Linked DNA regions of Sus scrofa: region 1 is linked to region 2. The links are chromatin contacts, called in public HiChIP or PLAC-seq maps. All regions are on one chromosome and are shown on one strand. The core of a region is the stretch at or near the end of the contact, and the rest is flanking DNA. Distances in the headings are between cores, read along the strand shown. Region 1 overlaps CREBRF (CREB3 regulatory factor). Region 2 holds the start of BNIP1 (vesicle transport protein SEC20).

Region 1 (3,248 bases), core at 305-2,804, 57 kb before region 2:
TTAATTTTACCCTCTTAAAGTTTTTTGGCCGTGCTGGTGGCATGTGGAAGTTCCTGGGCCAGGGGTCAAACCCACACCACAGCAGTGACATTGTAGAGTCCTTAACCCACTGGGCCACCCGGGAACTCCTAACCCCTTATTTTTTTAAACTCTGAGAGTAAGGATAAAAGGAGACTATTAGGTTGACCCAGGGATAAAGAATTCACAAGGTGTTATGGCATAAAGACAGTATCCAAATTGGATTACCATCAAACTAGGATAACCATCTGGTTTGAGATTTACTTGCCTGTTTTCCAGATTCTGGAGTTTTGAGAATTGCTGTGGAAGGGTAGAGAATAGCGATTCGTCTACAGTCATGTTCACAGGATTAGTGTTACGTGATGAAGGAAAAATGCAGCCCCCAGGTTTTCTCCAGTGCATTGCATAGTCAGCCTCTGCTTCCTCAATGGTTTGGAGATTTGAGGATCTCTGACTTCTGCTGTACCATGAACTAGGTAGTGGCTTGATTTAGTAAGCTTCTGAAGGTCTGTTTTATTCAACCCTTACTTACTAAGTAGTTTTCAGAAGGAGAGGAATTGAAGTGTAGCAGTTTGGATGGACTGCGTGGTGGTCTTTCCTTCCTCCCAGCCTCCTCTCTCTTTCATCTTGGGGGTTAAATCACAGAAGAAATTATTTATTTAAATAGGTGTCATGACAGTTACAAAGAGAGAACCTAAGAACTCTGCTCACATGAAAAAAAAAATGATGACTATGAACTAGCAAAGTTTAAAATCAAAATAAACCATGATATAGGAATTATATAACAGTATAAATGTGTTGGCCTTTCTAACCACAGACGTTTAAAAAAATTCTCATTGTGGTAAACAAATTTTGCCATTTAAACCGTATTGTCTACCATTCAGTGGCATTAAATGTGTTGATTTGTGTAACCATCACCACTATTCTGAAATACGGAGAATATTTTCATCATCCCAAACAGAAACTTGGTACCCTATTACTCTCTCAGTCTCTGGTACCTTCTCTTCTACTTTTTATCTACATGATTTGCCTATCCTGATACTTCATCTAAGTGGAAATCGTGTAACGTTTGTCTTTTGTGTCTGATTTATTTCATTTAGCATAAAGTTTTCAAGGTTCATGTATGTGTAGCACGTAGCAGGGTTTCATTCCTCTTTATGACTGAGTGATGTTGCATTGTATGTGTATACCACATTTGTTTATCCTTTTATCTGCAATCATTAGGGTTGTTTACACCTTTTGGCTGTTGTGAATAATGCTGCTGTGAACATAGGTGTACATGTATCTGAGTTCTTGTTTTCAATTTTTTTTTTTTGGTATATATCCAGAACCGGTAGAGCATATGGCAATTCTGTTTAACTTTTTGAGGAAATACTAAACTGTTTTTCAGGTATACCATTTTACATGCCCACCAGCAGTTTTTCCATATCCTCGTCGCACTTGTTATTTTCTGTTATTTGGATGATAGGCATCCTGATGGGTGTGTCAAAACATTTTTAACTTCTACTCTGATGACTGTTGGATGACTCAGAAGTGCTTCTTACCATTGTGAGGAACCAGTTCCCTCAAGATAGTAAAAGGAAGCAGTGGCCTAAGCCAGTGCCATGTAAGGGGAGCTTCAGGGATTCTAGCCATCATATACAGTACCTGCTTATTCATAGATATTTTCATTTATAAAGTGGTTTATATTTTTCTTGATGTCAGCTTCTTTTTTTTTTTTTTTTTTTTTTTTGCTTTTTGGGGCTGCACCCTCAGCATATGGAGGTTCCCAAGGCTAGGGGTCGAATCAGAGCTGCAGCTGCAGGCCACAGCTGCAGCTGCAGGCCACAGCCATAGCCACAGCCACACAGGATCATCACAGCTCATGGCAACACTGGATCCTTAACCCACTGAGCAAGGCCAGGGATTGAACCAGCAACCTCATGGTTCCTAGTCGGATTCATTTCTGCTGCGCCAGGATGGGAATTCCAAGCTTTTTTATTATATATATTGGACTCTCATGGATCAGCTGAGGCCCTCAGATTCAGAAGAGGCACAATTTAGGAACTCTTGGATATGTGTGAGCTGCCAGGGCCACATCAGTTAGCTCTCTGGTTTGCTTTTAAAGGTTGGATTCATGGTTTGAGCAGTCCCAGGAAAGAGCTTTTTTAAGAAGTCCTTTGACCTTACCTATCATTTTACTTTACCTTTTGCCTTTGCCTAATGTACATAGTAAGCCCCAACATATCTTAAAATGGGGAACCAAAATAAACAAAAAAACAAACAAACCCTAGGGTAGGACCTGGTGGAAAAGGTTGTGAAAAAGATTGAAGTCATGGCTCTCTTCTAGTGGTACCAGTGCTATTCATTAGTCAGTCATTTGCCCCATCTCCTTGCTTTGGAGAGGTAGTTCTCTGTTACTGAAGTATCTTCTTGTGCCTATGAGCTGTGGTGGAATAGTTAAATAGTTTTGAATGAGCCAGGTACAGAAAATCTATTGGTAAATATTATTTCTGATGGACCACAGTCTTTTCTCCCTTGAAAAGACTCACAAAACTGTACTGGTACTGGTGAGCCAGAGCTGCGAATAGGGAAGTAAAAACTAAGGGAATTAATTTAGCCTTTCCTCTAGCTGTCATTGTTATTGGTTTGTGTGGGGGTTTTTTTGTTGTTTTTTCCTGAATAAACACTAGTCCTTGAGGTCAGCTTGAGGGCAGGATAGAGGATTTTGTGATCAAATAAGTTTGAGAAATGAGATGTGCTCTGTTCATCTTTTGGTGATTTATAGTGCACGTTTTCACCTAGTATCTTCAAGTTCCCAAGGAGCCCTGTGTAAAGGCAACATAACAGTTTTATTTAATGTGGTGTTTTCCTAACCTCCCAACCCTTTTGTTGAGTAACCATTTAACATTCCTAGGAACAAATATTTCTCAGGCCACACATGGGAAATTAGATCATTGCTTTTTAGGGATTTCGATACCAAAATGTTGAGTAAAATGTGGATATTCTTGAGCCTACACAAGTGTGAAGACATCCCCCCAAAGCAAGCTGTTACACCTTCCTCCTCAGTGTTACTCAGCCTTCTAAGCATTAATGTCCCTTTTGCATATGGCTCCCTAGAATAGGAGGTAGTTTTAGAGCAGTGTGTCATGATGGAAGATTCTGTGTGTTGGTAATTGCCGTAGAGGCCCCTATTCTTTTTTTCCCCTTCCACTTTTGGGTGGGAAATTTTGCTCTTCTTGGTTGTTTCA
Region 2 (3,190 bases), core at 260-2,759:
CACCAGCTAGCCTCTGAGGAGGCTGAAGTACCGAGAGGGGAAGCCTGCCTTAACCCTCACGTGGCCTCTCTATTAGATGCAGTGGAATAATGAAGGCCTGGAGGGAGGGGGTGTGGAACACTGGAGGAATACAGATGTGGGAGCACGCAGCTCCCCCCTTATTCGACACTATTCAAGGGGCCATATTTGGTTTTTGAGGGAAGGAAGATAGGGCTTTCACTTAAGGCTCTGCCACTTTTAATTTGGGCAACCTTGGGGCAAGGATGTTTTGTTCTGTTTTTGTCTTTTTTGTCTTTTCTAGGGCCGTACCCACGGCATGTGGAGGTTCCCAGGGTAGAGGTCTAACTGGACCCCTCATCGGTTCCCAGACCGCAGCCTACACCAGAGCCACAGCAACACCAGATCTGAGCCTCGTCTGCGACCTACACAACAGCCCACTGCAATGCCAGATCCTTAACCCACAGAGCAAAGCCAGAGATCAAATTCAAAACCTCATGGTTCCTAGTCGGATTCGTTAACCACTGAGCCACGACGGGAACTCGTTTTTTGTTTTGTTTTGATCTGGCCTTAGTCCAACTCCCGAACTGTGAAACTGGGTTATTACCTATTTCAAGGGTGGTTGTGAGGCTAAAGGGCAACAGCTGACACTCAGTTTTTCCCAGTCTATGATTGCAGAACAAAGGTGAATGGGGTGAGGGCAAGTGGGGAAAAGCATTCTAAGAAGGAGAAAAGCACATTCCACAACTACAGATCCAGACTTCCCATTTGCTCAGGGTGTTAAGCATCCAGCACTGTCACTGCAATGGCTGGGGTTGCTGCTCCGGCAAAGGTTCAATCCCTGGCCCAGGAACTTCCACATGTCCCAGGCACAGCCAAAGAGAAACCACCCAAAAAACAAAACAAAAACCCCACAACTACGGACCCAAAAAGAGCTTGAAGAATGCAAGGGGGGCGGGGGCGCTGGGTGGGGTAGCTGATGGTCTTGAGGGCCAAGTTAAGAAACTTGGACTATTTTATAAGAAAAATAAAGTGAAAGACTCTCTGTCTGTTGAGAGAGAGACAACAGCCAGGTTGTTATTTCCATCAAAACTACTCCAGCCAGGTAAATTATTTAATAAATCTAATTGTACACAAAAGGGAACCGCCAGGAGCAGAGAAGGGGTATAAACTGGAATGTGACTTACCAGTTGCGCATTTTAGACGCAAAGATCCCTAGCACTCAAGCTGGACTAACAGAAGATTCCCTAGGGACTTGCCTTGAATTTCGTATATTTAAAAAAGTGTAACAACGTTTGTCATTTTTTTCTTTCATTCCACAATTTATATTCACTGTAGAAAATATGAAAATACAAGAAAGTTTAAAAAAGTGTAAACAATTGTTAATTATACCTTTCAGAGATATCCCAGTTGATACTTTTCTTCCAGCGGTTCCCCCCACCCCCCGCCCCCATGCAAAAAACCCCGCATTCTTTAGAGTGGCTGATGGGCGGAGTATGCGGAGGGATCACCGTTAAAGCGTTCTCGATAATACCCTCGGCTCTCGCTCTCGCTCTCGCTCTCTCTCTCTCTCTCTCTCTCTCTTAACTAGATCCACACCAACAGGCCGACTGAGTGCGCGCCCACGTGTCAGGGAAAGTCCCCACCACTGCGCCGCCGCCCTCGCTCGCCGCAGGCCGGTCTTTAGGGGGCGCTGCCCCAAGGCCCGGCCGGGAAGGAAGGGAGGCCGGGAGAAAACGCGTTGGAACTTGGGCCCCGCGGCTGTCCGTAGTCAGCATTCCCCAACATGGCGGCTCCCCAGGATGTCCACGTACGGATCTGTAACCAAGAGATTGTTAAATTCGACCTGGAAGTGAAGGCGCTTATTCAGGTACTAATTCCCAGGACCCCCAATGGGGACCAGCGGCCCGAAACCCAAGTGGTTTTGGTTTTCTTTCAGCTCGGCGGTCTCACTGCTGAGCTTTCCCCATCTGGTCAAGTCTCCGAGGTCGCTGGCCCCGCCCCCTTTTCCTAGCTGCTCCCCTTTTGGTCCCGTTCCCTTCATCCCCTGGACTCTTCTCCTTGATCCTTCTTCCGGCTCCCGTTGGCTCGCCCTCTCCAAGGCCTCTCCTCTCCCTCTCCCTTCCCCAGCCTCCGCCTCAGGCCTGGCTACCTTTTTGTGGCCCCTGCCCCACTCCGGCCGTTTCCTCGCCCTGCCCCAGTCTCCAATTTACCTGTCATCCTGCTTGGCCCTGCCTTCTGACACCGCCCTTTCCATCCTTTGGTAGAGTCCTGGGGGCCGTTAACCCCGGCCCCTGTGGCCAGTTCCGTGGGTCTGATGTCCCGGGTCACCAAAGGCCCCTTGGCGCGGGAGGCACTGGATGAAGTGAACGTAACCTGGACGTTGTGATTTGTAAATTAGGAAATCGAGTCAAGGGCCAAGGCCTGGGTCAGAGGGCAGATAATGGCAAAACTGGGGTCGGACAGGGAAAGTCAGTATAGAAAAAAGACTTGAGTCTACTTCGTTTAACAGATGGGGTAATTGAGGTCCTTTGTTTTAGGCCGTTTGAGGGTAGAAGATAACAATAAACCCCTTGGCATAGGCAAGAGTTAGGAATGTAGAAATGGTTACTTGAGTTTAGCAAAAGGAAACCAAGAGTTTAAAATCTTCATTTGAGGCAGATCGTTTCCATTTACAACAAACGTTACTAAACGTTGGATGTAGACTGAGAATTTGCAGCCAACTGTGGTAAAAGGTGGAGGAAAATAAGGCTCCCCACAGAAGCCAAATGCAAAATAAACCAAATTAATAGTTTATTATATGGAGCAAAGAAGTGTGATTTAATGCATAATCCATAGAACAAGTGAGGCAACTTGATGCAAACAGTTAAACTCTTGAACTTCATGTTTCCGATGTATAAACTACAAACCTCTGGGCCAATTTTAGAAAAATAAGTTGAGGAGTCATAAAACAAACGAAACTGTCTTTTCACATAATCTATATTGCTTAAGCCCTTTTGGGCACTCTCTAGCTCTCTTTGTTCTTGTGATGAGAACAGTTGATCATAGCTAGAGTTAGCGCATTCTTACTGTGTTCCAACTCCTCTGCTAAACCCTTTACTACATACCTGATCTATGAAGTAGGTAATGTTGGGATGAGGAAACTAAGGCACATAGGACTCAGTAACTTTTTCAAGGTAAAATAAAACAGCTT

The links. HiChIP or PLAC-seq counts read pairs in DNA pulled down with a chosen protein or histone mark.
Region 1: a contact with region 2 is called in an H3K27ac HiChIP or PLAC-seq map of alveolar macrophages. The contact joins the enhancer-like site here to the promoter of BNIP1 in region 2. A contact is called at or near these places in 12 of 47 Hi-C or Micro-C datasets (adipocytes, alveolar macrophages, embryonic fibroblasts and 8 more) and 1 of 2 datasets of contacts at active chromatin or transcription factors (alveolar macrophages).

What each region holds. Positions count from the first base shown.
Region 1 is chr16:51,195,462-51,198,709 of Sscrofa11.1, reverse strand. All of the region lies in intron 1 of CREBRF (CREB3 regulatory factor), which reads left to right. Among named protein-coding and RNA genes, the nearest start is that of CREBRF, 14 kb to the left of the region's middle. Within about 2 kb of position 1,554, at least 2 of the 83 cell types and tissues checked have an H3K27ac peak or open chromatin away from gene starts, as enhancers often do. A contact at or near this core is called in alveolar macrophages, where this site is marked.
Region 2 is chr16:51,138,708-51,141,897 of Sscrofa11.1, reverse strand. It overlaps BNIP1 (vesicle transport protein SEC20), which reads left to right and starts at 1,509. Exons shown (of 6, transcript XM_003134044.6): 1 at 1,509-1,867. The coding sequence starts at 1,784. It overlaps LOC102165988 (a long non-coding RNA gene), which reads right to left. Exons shown (of 4, transcript XR_002339699.1): 1 at 2,211-3,190; 2 at 1,390-1,815.